Linked DNA regions of Mus musculus: region 1 is linked to region 2. A link is a contact called in public HiChIP or PLAC-seq data. All regions are on one chromosome and are shown on one strand. The core of a region is the stretch at or near the end of the contact, and the rest is flanking DNA. Distances in the headings are between cores, read along the strand shown. Region 1 overlaps Fmnl2 (formin-like 2). Region 2 overlaps Fmnl2 (formin-like 2).

The links. HiChIP or PLAC-seq counts read pairs in DNA pulled down with a chosen protein or histone mark.
Region 1: a contact with region 2 is called in an H3K27ac HiChIP or PLAC-seq map of heart atrium, with 2.8 times the contacts expected there. The contact joins two enhancer-like sites. A contact is called at or near these places in 1 of 15 datasets of contacts at CTCF or cohesin (the NIH/3T3 cell line), 4 of 484 Hi-C or Micro-C datasets (the P5424 cell line, nephron progenitors, pre-megakaryocyte-erythroid progenitors and 1 more) and 4 of 115 datasets of contacts at active chromatin or transcription factors (embryonic stem cells, fibro-adipogenic progenitors and heart atrium).

Annotation. Positions count from the first base shown.
Region 1 is chr2:52,996,103-53,000,663 of GRCm38.p6, forward strand. The region is part of intron 1 of Fmnl2 (formin-like 2); the gene reads left to right. Among named protein-coding and RNA genes, the nearest start is that of Gm52511, 10 kb to the right of the region's middle. Within about 2 kb of position 2,204, at least 64 of the 459 cell types and tissues checked have an H3K27ac peak or open chromatin away from gene starts, as enhancers often do. A contact at or near this core is called in heart atrium, where this site is marked.
Region 2 is chr2:52,915,147-52,919,971 of GRCm38.p6, forward strand. The region is part of intron 1 of Fmnl2 (formin-like 2); the gene reads left to right. Among named protein-coding and RNA genes, the nearest start is that of Fmnl2, 60 kb to the left of the region's middle. Within about 2 kb of position 3,190, at least 34 of the 459 cell types and tissues checked have an H3K27ac peak or open chromatin away from gene starts, as enhancers often do. A contact at or near this core is called in heart atrium, where this site is marked.

The DNA of each region.
Region 1 (4,561 bases), core at 954-3,453, 80 kb after region 2:
AAAGCTTTAACGAAAATAATACTAGAAGGAGGTAGGAGGTCACTCAGGATGTTCTCAGTTTGTTTATTCCCATTAGTAATAGGCATACCCAGCATGGGGGTATACGCCTTTAATCCTAGCACTTGGGAGGCAGTGGCAGGTGGATCTCTGAGTTTGAGGCCAGCCTGGTCTACAGAGGGACAGCCAGTCCTACATGGAAAAACTCTGTCTCACCTACCCCCTCTCAAAAGAAAAAAAAGTAACAGGCACGTCTTAATCTTAGTTTTATTGTGTTTTTCTGTAGGTCATGAGATAAGCCAGGAATGTAAATCAGCTAAGATGATCATGTTACCTCCTAAATGAGGTAACAAGACGCACTTGCACATCTGAATATCCATATGTATGCTTGTCTCCAAAATATACATGAGGCTGTTACCCAACATCTGTGCAGAACTGGTACCAAGACATCCTCTTGCACCCGTAGAAAATACCAACATTTGTGAATATCCATGACTCATAAATACAATAGTAGATAGACTCTATATGTCTTCCCATATACTTAAATAGTAGATAGACTCTATATGTCTTACCATATACTTAAATAGTAGATAGACTCTATATGTCTTCCCATATACTTAAATAGTAGATAGACTCTATATGTCTTCCCATATACTTAAATAGTAGATAGACTCTATATGTCTTCCCATATACTTAAATAGTAGATAGACTCTATATGTCTTCCCATATACTTAAATAGTAGATAGACTCTATATGTCTTCCCATATACTTAAATAGTAGATAGACTCTATATGTCTTCCCATATACTTAAATAGTAGATAGACTCTATATGTCTTCCCATATACTTAAATAGTAGATAGACTCTATATGTCTTCCCATATACTTAAATAGTAGGTAGACTCTATATGTCTTCCCATATACTTAAATAGTAGATAGACTCTATATGTCTTCCCATATACTTAAATAGTAGATAGACTCTATATGTCTTACCATATACTTAAATAGTAGATAGACTCTATATGTCTTCCCATATACTTAAATAGTAGATAGACTCTATATGTCTTCCCATATACTTAAACCATCTCCAGATTACTTATACCTAATGGAATTGTATGAATACTGTATTGTTCTCTCTATATGCCTTGGCTTGCGTTTTAGCAGGATAACTGAGTATGCAGTACTTCTCATACAGTACAGTTCCTGGGCATCTCACATTCAGGACTGTTAGTTAATATCCATGGCCACCCAAACTCTAAATCAAAGAAGGTACCAGCATGATAAAGGGCCTGCCTTTGGAAGGGTTTTCCTGGCTTTGCTACAGGTAACTTAGGATCTAGGACCAAGGTAAGTGTAGGTGTAGGTATAGGGGTGGGCGTGTGTGTGTGTGTGTGTTTGTGTGTGTGTGTGTAAAATCTATTGTAGACCAAGATGGCCTAGAGATTGCTATGTATCTATAAGGAACCTTGAACTCCTGATTCTCCTGACTGTACCTCCCATGTAGTAGATTATAGGCAGATGTCACCAACCTATGGTAGGACAGGAATTTTTTAACATGTGCATCTTATAAAATGGTTTTAGTTGGACAGGGTCTTGTGTAGCCCAAGTTAGCTTTGAATTTGCTATGTAGGCTGCCACAGTCCTTTTGTCACTCTGCCATTGCACTGCTGCGTTACACACATGAGCCACCACACTGCTTTCCAGTTGGTTCTAATCCCTATGAGAAAGCTAGTCAGTCAGTAGTCTCTACGGGCAAATGCCTAGTATACTTTGGTGATTCTAACTGGAGTCTCTGGTAGCACAAGCCGAGAATCAATAGGATCCACACGAACACACTGTGCATTTCTAAGTTGTCAGTAGATGGAGTTTTTTCTTTGTTACGGGGGTGACTTGTTGCTTTTGGCTTTCCCGATACTGTTTTCTGGAGACTCGGGTTGTACAGCATTGCATAAGACCCATTTCCTGCTGTACTTAAGCATCATTTGTGCTTTTCTCTTGTGTTCCCCAGCCTGGAGGAAGTCAGCCTATCTTTCCTTTTGCACAGTGGGGAGACAGAATGTTGACCTCTGAAGCAAGTCTAGGTTTATATTCTCCGGGCTCACCCAATGGTAAGAAAGCCAAACAATGAAGGAGACAGTCCTGACATCAGAGCGGGACGTCTTGGGTGGGGGAATCCCAGAAGAGAACATGTTGTTGTAGGGAACACCCAGAGGAAAATGGACAAATCATGATAAGACTCAGTGGGGATTTCTGGGCCACCAAGAAAGCACTCAGTCAGTTACACACTCAGTTGCATTCGGCAGGATCCTAACAATGTCCTAAAATGGTGATCAAAATTCAGAGGTCTACAAGGGTAAAGTGAATCCTTTAAACTAGCAAAATGTGTTTGGATTTGAGACAAAAGGGATTAGTGGGGTCCTGGCAAGCCAGAGAAAAAAATCCTGAGCCAGGCGCCGTTCGGCTTTGGCTGATGCTGGCAGGCAGGCCGGCCGGCGCGGTGAGGCTTCCAGGTTTGCCTGATCAGATTCAATTTTGGATTTGTATATGAAATCTTCCACATTTTTAAAGACATTTGGGGGGGGTAGTTTTAAATGCTTTATGGGCAATTAAAACCAACTTATGTTAGTGCATAATCAAACTACGTGCAGGTCCACAGTTAGGAAATGGAGCTTAGAGCCCCCTATTTTGCATTCAGGGTTGTCCTGTCCTGAGAGTTTGTCCTCACTATATTGTTGATGTAGGATGTATCACGTATGAGTTACTTGGTAGTGGGTTGGCTTTTCCCCTGCATGGAAAAGGGATCCTCTTGAAAGATAATTCAGGAAATACATTTCTGGATTTTCTGAAAGGCGTTTTGGAGGCTAAAGGTTTGATTCTTTATCGACTGTTATTGCTCGTGGGATTGGCTAGGGAGAGGAGAAGCAAACTCCCACCCAGTTCTTCAGTGTGTCTTGATGTCGATGCTATAGCAGAGGCTTCACATTGCACGCGTCCTGGTTCCTGAGACTCAAAATCCCCCGGGCTGTCCTGGGTTAAGTGGGAGTTAGGGAGTGAGTGTTCCCAGCACTAGCCAGTACGAGAGCCTTCTGCTTTCTAGCTCTTTTCTTCAAATTCTGAGATTTTACTTGTACCTTGTTTCTACAGGAGACCTGTGAGTCTGTCTTGGGAATATACATACATACATACATACATACATACATACATACATACATACATACAAACAAATATTCTCTCTGGCAGAATTTACATACCCTTAGGATTTAAACATTGACAACAAGATACCATATTTACTTTAAATGTGCTCTACTTGATTTTAGTTTTATGAATTACATTTGGCAACTATATTTCATTGTTTAGACTTACAATGTGTAAGTTGGTCCAAGTAGATTTTAAACCATCAAAGGTAAGAAACACACACACACACACACACACACACACACACACACACACACACACACACAGGTCTCTGGGCTGTGCAGTTTTTCTGATAGAGAGAAATGGTTGCATTATCTGTGTGTAGGGGAAGGTGGCAGTAGTGAGGATTTTATTCGAAGTCTTGCTTATTTGACACTTCCCTACTCACATACGGGAATGACAACTTTGTCCTCAGAGTCCTCAGTGGAAATCTCTCATGGGCAATCCTCCCAGTGCACAGAGCCACTGGTAATTGGATCTGTTCTAATGTGCCAGTCAGGGTGCTTTGCCATACAGAGTGTCACTTTTTCCTCAATGGCCCTGGGATTAGAATACAATAGGGAGAAAGCAAGGGTGAAAATGATTAATGGTCTTGAAATGCCATCACATCGGAAGCTGAGTAAGAGGGACATTACATAATACTTTGGTCTGTTACTGAATTTTGTTGTATTTCTGCCCTGCCTGTGTTATAGAAAATCAGAACAAATTATGATTTTTTTTCCCCCTAATTGAGACAGACTTATAGTATGTAGCTCTGTCTGGCCTGCAACTTGCTATGTAGACCAGGTTGGCCTTGAACTCAGATGGGTCTGCCCAGAGTCCTGGGATTAAAGGCATGTGCCACCATGCCCCCCCACCCCTCCCCCCTCCCCAATACTGCTTATTTGGGAATCTGTATTGAACTAAATAAAATCAACACCCCTTTAGTAAAAGATTGTCTTGTTTTACACCCCCCACACCTCCCTCTTGAAACAGGAGAGAATTTGTGTGGAAAACATAATTTATATCTTCCACTTCTAGAGAAAGGAATAGCAGAATATCAGTGTGAAAATCAGAAAATACAGTGCTGGTGAGTAGGGCGTAATGAAGAAAGATAATGATCTTTTGCTAGAATTGACAGAATTGGGGAAGTGCTCTGGTTGTAGGTAGTTAAAAGTGATGTATGAACAAATGAGAATTTGGAACTCTTACTTGGCTGGCTATTGCAGTTTAGTAAACAGGACGGCATGTGTGTCTCTAAGTTGCCCAGTCTGACTCATGAGTTGTGTAGACATCTCACATGTAGTCATCATCCACCTCTAGTGGGCAGAGGTTACAGGACAGACCGAAGGGTTAGAAGCATGCTAGTGGTACCTTGGCTCCAGCTGTGCTG
Region 2 (4,825 bases), core at 1,940-4,439:
CTTGCTCCCATTTAAAAATAGTAGTAAGACAAGAGGAGGAGGGAGACCCTTTAAGTCAGAGGGTGGGTGGGTGGAGTTGAGTCTGCCTGAGGTCCCTTTGCCTTCAGCAGGCCAGGTAGTTCAGTTTGTTTTTTTTTTTTTTTTTTTTTTAATTAACTAATTAATTTTAAAAAGATGTCCTAACCTTGCAATGCATACTGTAGAATTCCTTCCATCTTCATAGTCTCCAAAATCTTTGTCCATTGAATAAAATCTAGACTATCTTGAGAATGGTTCCGCTTTTAGGAGGAACAAAAATCCAGGAGCCCAGCTGAGTTTCCTTCAGGACTTCCTAGTTGACAAGGACGCGAGACACAGACAGGTGAATTTCACTTGTTATCCACTGCAGCCCTGGTGGACAGCTCTTAGTCCTCTTATATTTTGATTTTCTTTAATAAACTCTACCATCTACATTAAGATAGGGTAGACAGCACACACCCCGCTTATCTCACTAGCATTTTCTACTAGTTATTATTGTTCGTTTGTCTTGGTAAGGGACACATCATTATTTAAATGTGTGCTTTGTTCTGGCTCCTTGGTGTCACGTGATGCCCTGGTTTGGTTCTTGGATCCCATCAGCGGTGCTGTGTGCTTTGCTTGCTCTGTGTTCTGTGCTGGTTTGGAGTGCAGTCATCTCTCTTCTTTGATAGTTTGCCCAGAGTTCTGTTGGGCATATGTAGTTTGTCCTTCCACTGGGATTAGTGGGGTCCTCTCTGACGGTTAGAGTAAGGCAGCAGGCTCTGAGGGCAGACTCAGAGGCCAAGTGCTGCTTCCTTCACGTCCCTTCAAGAGCAAGGTATGAACTCGATGGGCTACCCCAGTCACCTTCCAAAAGCCAGACTGACAGGTTTTTCCATTTGAACTTTAAAAACAAACAAACAAACAAACAAACCAAAACCCACAAACAGTTGTCCTTCCCTTACCCGCTGCTTTCTGAGGAATTCTCTGAGCAGCTCCACCCTTAGTGACTGGGTGGTGCCCTAGTGCCTCTCCTCCTTAAGGTGTGAAGTAGCAGGCTAGCTTATTTGGAATTCTTCTCATGGGACGTTTGTCTCCCCCCCCCCCCCCCCGTTCATCTATTTATTAAGTTGGTGGGGTAGTACACACCCATAATTTAGCATGGGAGGGTCAGAAGTTCAGGGTCATCCTCCGCTATGCTGTGGGTCAAAGGTCAGCCTAGGTGGTGCAGACCGACCCTGTCTCCCTGATACATTATGCCTCCGTGGACTTATGGATGGTTATTCTGTACTTTGGTGGTAATATACTATTTCTCTTTGATCAGATTTGGCCACTAGGAACTAACTCTATGTTCCATATATAGTTATCTGTCCCATTGGTGGCATGTCTGTCATTAAGATTTTGTTTTTTAAAGCACCACATTATTTTATGACTATAGGAAATGCCTTCTGTGCCCTTTTAACATTTTTTTCTTAATGAGAGTAGTGTGACCCAAAGGCTAAAGTTTGGGTTTTAACTTCATAATCCGTAGTTTCCCAACTTGAAGGAATAAGTTATCTCTTATCTCTTACATCATGAGCTTGATAGCTTTATCAACTTGATACAAGCTAAAGTTATCTGAGAGGAGGGACCCTCAATTAAAATGCCTCCATAAGATTGGACTCTTGAATGCTCTTAACTCCCTCCTATTGCCCCTCCCTCAAATGGACTGCAGGCAAGACTGTAGGATATTTTCTTAATTGATGGGGGAGGGTCCCGCCCAGGTGGATGGTATACCTGGGCAGGTGGTTCTGGGTTCTAAAAGAAAGCAATTCAGTAAGCCACGGAGAGCGAGTCAGTGAGCAGCACTTCTCCATGGCCTCTTGCATCAGCTCCTACCTCCAGGCTCCTAGCCCTGTTTTGGTTCCTGTCTTGACATCCTTTGATGATGAACAGTGATGTGGAAGTGTAAGCCAAATAAACTCTTCCCCAGTTTGCTTTTGTTGGTCATGGTATTTCATCACAGAAATGATAACCCTAACTGAGAGATATATGACTATACCCGAAGTATTTAGGTAACAGAGTTGTTAATAGCTTTATATGTAGATGTTGATTATTAACTTATGCTTAGCGTTTGGACATTGAATCATATCTTCGGACTTCTGTTTCCAGATCCTCCTATGGCCTTTGTGCACACACGCTTAATGGATAAACGAGTGTTTGGAGGATTGAGGTGACCGCTGTGAACTGTTAGGGAGCTTTAGTAGGGACACGTGTCTATTTTCTTTGATCTGATGCATTTAAATTAATGGTCTCTCCTAAAAGCCACAAAGAACTATGAAGGGCTGTAGTGGAATGCATATCGACTTCTTCAATAAAATCTGTTGTCTGTCTAATTAAATGTACATTGATAGACAAGAGTTTTCTTCCCTAAACATTTTGTTTTCGGATTACCATGAATCATATAACACTGGCTTACATTATGTCAGCTAACTGAGAACCCAGTATAGGAAGAGAATCCCAAGCCAAATACAAATAGAGAATAGCCAGAAAAAAAGCTCCTTTATAAATTATGGAGAATGTTTAAGAAAAAAAAAATGGCACGATGGCCAAATTGTTAGATCGCCAGTGGGGTCAGTGATGAACTGGATACTCATTTGAGACTTTATAGAGTTGAGATTCAGGTAAGAGGTTTGGAAGAACTACCTTTCCACATGACTTGTTGGCACAGACTTTTGTAACCAGATCCTATGTGGAAATGAGATGGCGACGTTAAACACTGCCAAGGCAGCCTTACACCCGGGAAGACGGCTGTTCTATAGCAGGTGTAGAAATGGAACGAGTGCTTTTATTGTTAATTTTTTTTTTTTATTTTGTTGGGGAGAAAGTCTATGTGCCTGGCAGTGGATACCAAGGCCTATGTAAATTACGGGTGCTCTCTTTGTATCGGAAGCCTTTTTAACCACACCATGTATGGTTATGGACTCTGGTGTTACAGGAATCAGTATCTTCATCGTTTTTCCTATATGAGGTTGGGCGCTGCCATTAACAAAGGGCTATAGAGTAGGATGTGTTTGAGCGGCAGAAGAGCTTCTGACACTCAGTACATTCCCCACTCTGATCTTTTCCGGAGTAACGTTTCATCTGTCCTTTCTAGGAAGCTGATCTGGTTCCTGTCCTCCAACTGACCAGCACCTAGAATGTCAACAAAATGACTCATCTGCAACATCCTGTCCTTTTCTGCAGAAAGAACTGTTTGCTTTTGGAAACTGTAGAGCTTACCTCTGTGGAAAAACCCCAAAGCATTGTTTCAACACAGGTTTCCTTAAGTTATGCCTTCTGATTTCTTCTCCTTGTCTCCTTTTCCTCTTCTTCCTTCTCTCTTTCTCTTTCTCTTTCTTTTCTCTTTCTCTTTCTTTTCTCTTTCTCTTTCTTTTCTCTTATTTTCGAGGGGGCAGGGTGGGTTGATAATTGAAATCAGGGCCTTCCGTATTCTTCCTAAGTGTTCTGTGCGAGCTCTATCCCAGCCCCTCTTGTGACTTGTGTTGGTTCTTTCTGTGTCCACGGGGTAAGCAAGGAGATTGAGGCTTTAGGAATGGGAAAAGCTTGGAGAGAGCTATGGTGCTTCTGGAAACTCAGGTGAGGAGGAGCCGAGATCTCGTTCAGTGGCAATCGTGATGTCTCAGTGACACATTTTGAGGTCCTGAGTTTTGATGTCTTTGACTTTAATGCCGGTGCTTGGGAGGCAGAAGCTGGCAGATTTCTCTGAGTTCCAGCCAGCCTAGGCTACTGTTTTAGTTACTGGTCTGTTGCTGGGAAGAGACACCGTGACCATTTAGCTTATAAAAGAAAGCATTTAACTGGGGGCTTGCTATACAGTTTCTGAGGGTTAGTTTATGATCAGCACAATGGGATGAATGGCAGCAAGCCGGTATGGTGCTGTAGTGGTAGCTGAGAGCTCACAGCTGATTTCCAGGTTGCAGGAAGAAAAAAGTGAGACCAGGCTTTCAAAGCCCAACCCCAAAGATATACTTCCTCCCGCAAGACCACACCTCCTAATCCTAAACAGTCCAACTGGGAACTAAATATTCAAATAAATATATGAATCTGGGGAAGCCATTCCCATTCAAATCACCATAGCTACATAGGGAGCTCTAGATCTTGTGTTATAGGGAGACCTGTTTCAAAAAACAAAAACTAAAGATTTTGGTGGGTGGGTGTCTTAGGTTTTCATTGCTGTGAAGAGACACCATGATCAAAGCAACTCTTACAAAGAAAAACATTTAATTGGGGCTGGCATACAGTTCAGAGGTTTAGTTCATTATCATCATGGTGGGAAGCATGGCAGCATGCAGGCAGACATGATGCTGAAGAAGGAGCTGAGGGTTTGACATCTTGATCGGCAGGCAGCAGAAGGAGACTGTGTCAATATTGGGCAGAGCTTGAGCATAGAAGACCTCAAAGTCTGCCCCCACAGTGACACACTTCCCCCAACAAGACCACCCCTCCTAATAGTGCCACTCCCTGTGGGCCAAGCATTCAAACACACGAACGAGTCTATAAGGCCCATATCTATTCAAACCACCACAACCAGGTTCAGGTAATTTATGATTTATTTTGATGAATATATACCATGTTTTCTTTACTGTGATACAGGATATCTAGAATGAATAAAAATCCTTATTTATTAATTTCAGTATTAAAGAATTTACGTTTCCTCCTTTCTATACTGATGTTGCTTTATTTTTCAAAGAGGAAACCCTCTCAATTCTCACAGTGTTCTCAGAAGGAGAGGCATAGAGTATAAACTTGACTCTTTGAGGTCTAAGTAGGTATTGACCCTGGGGGA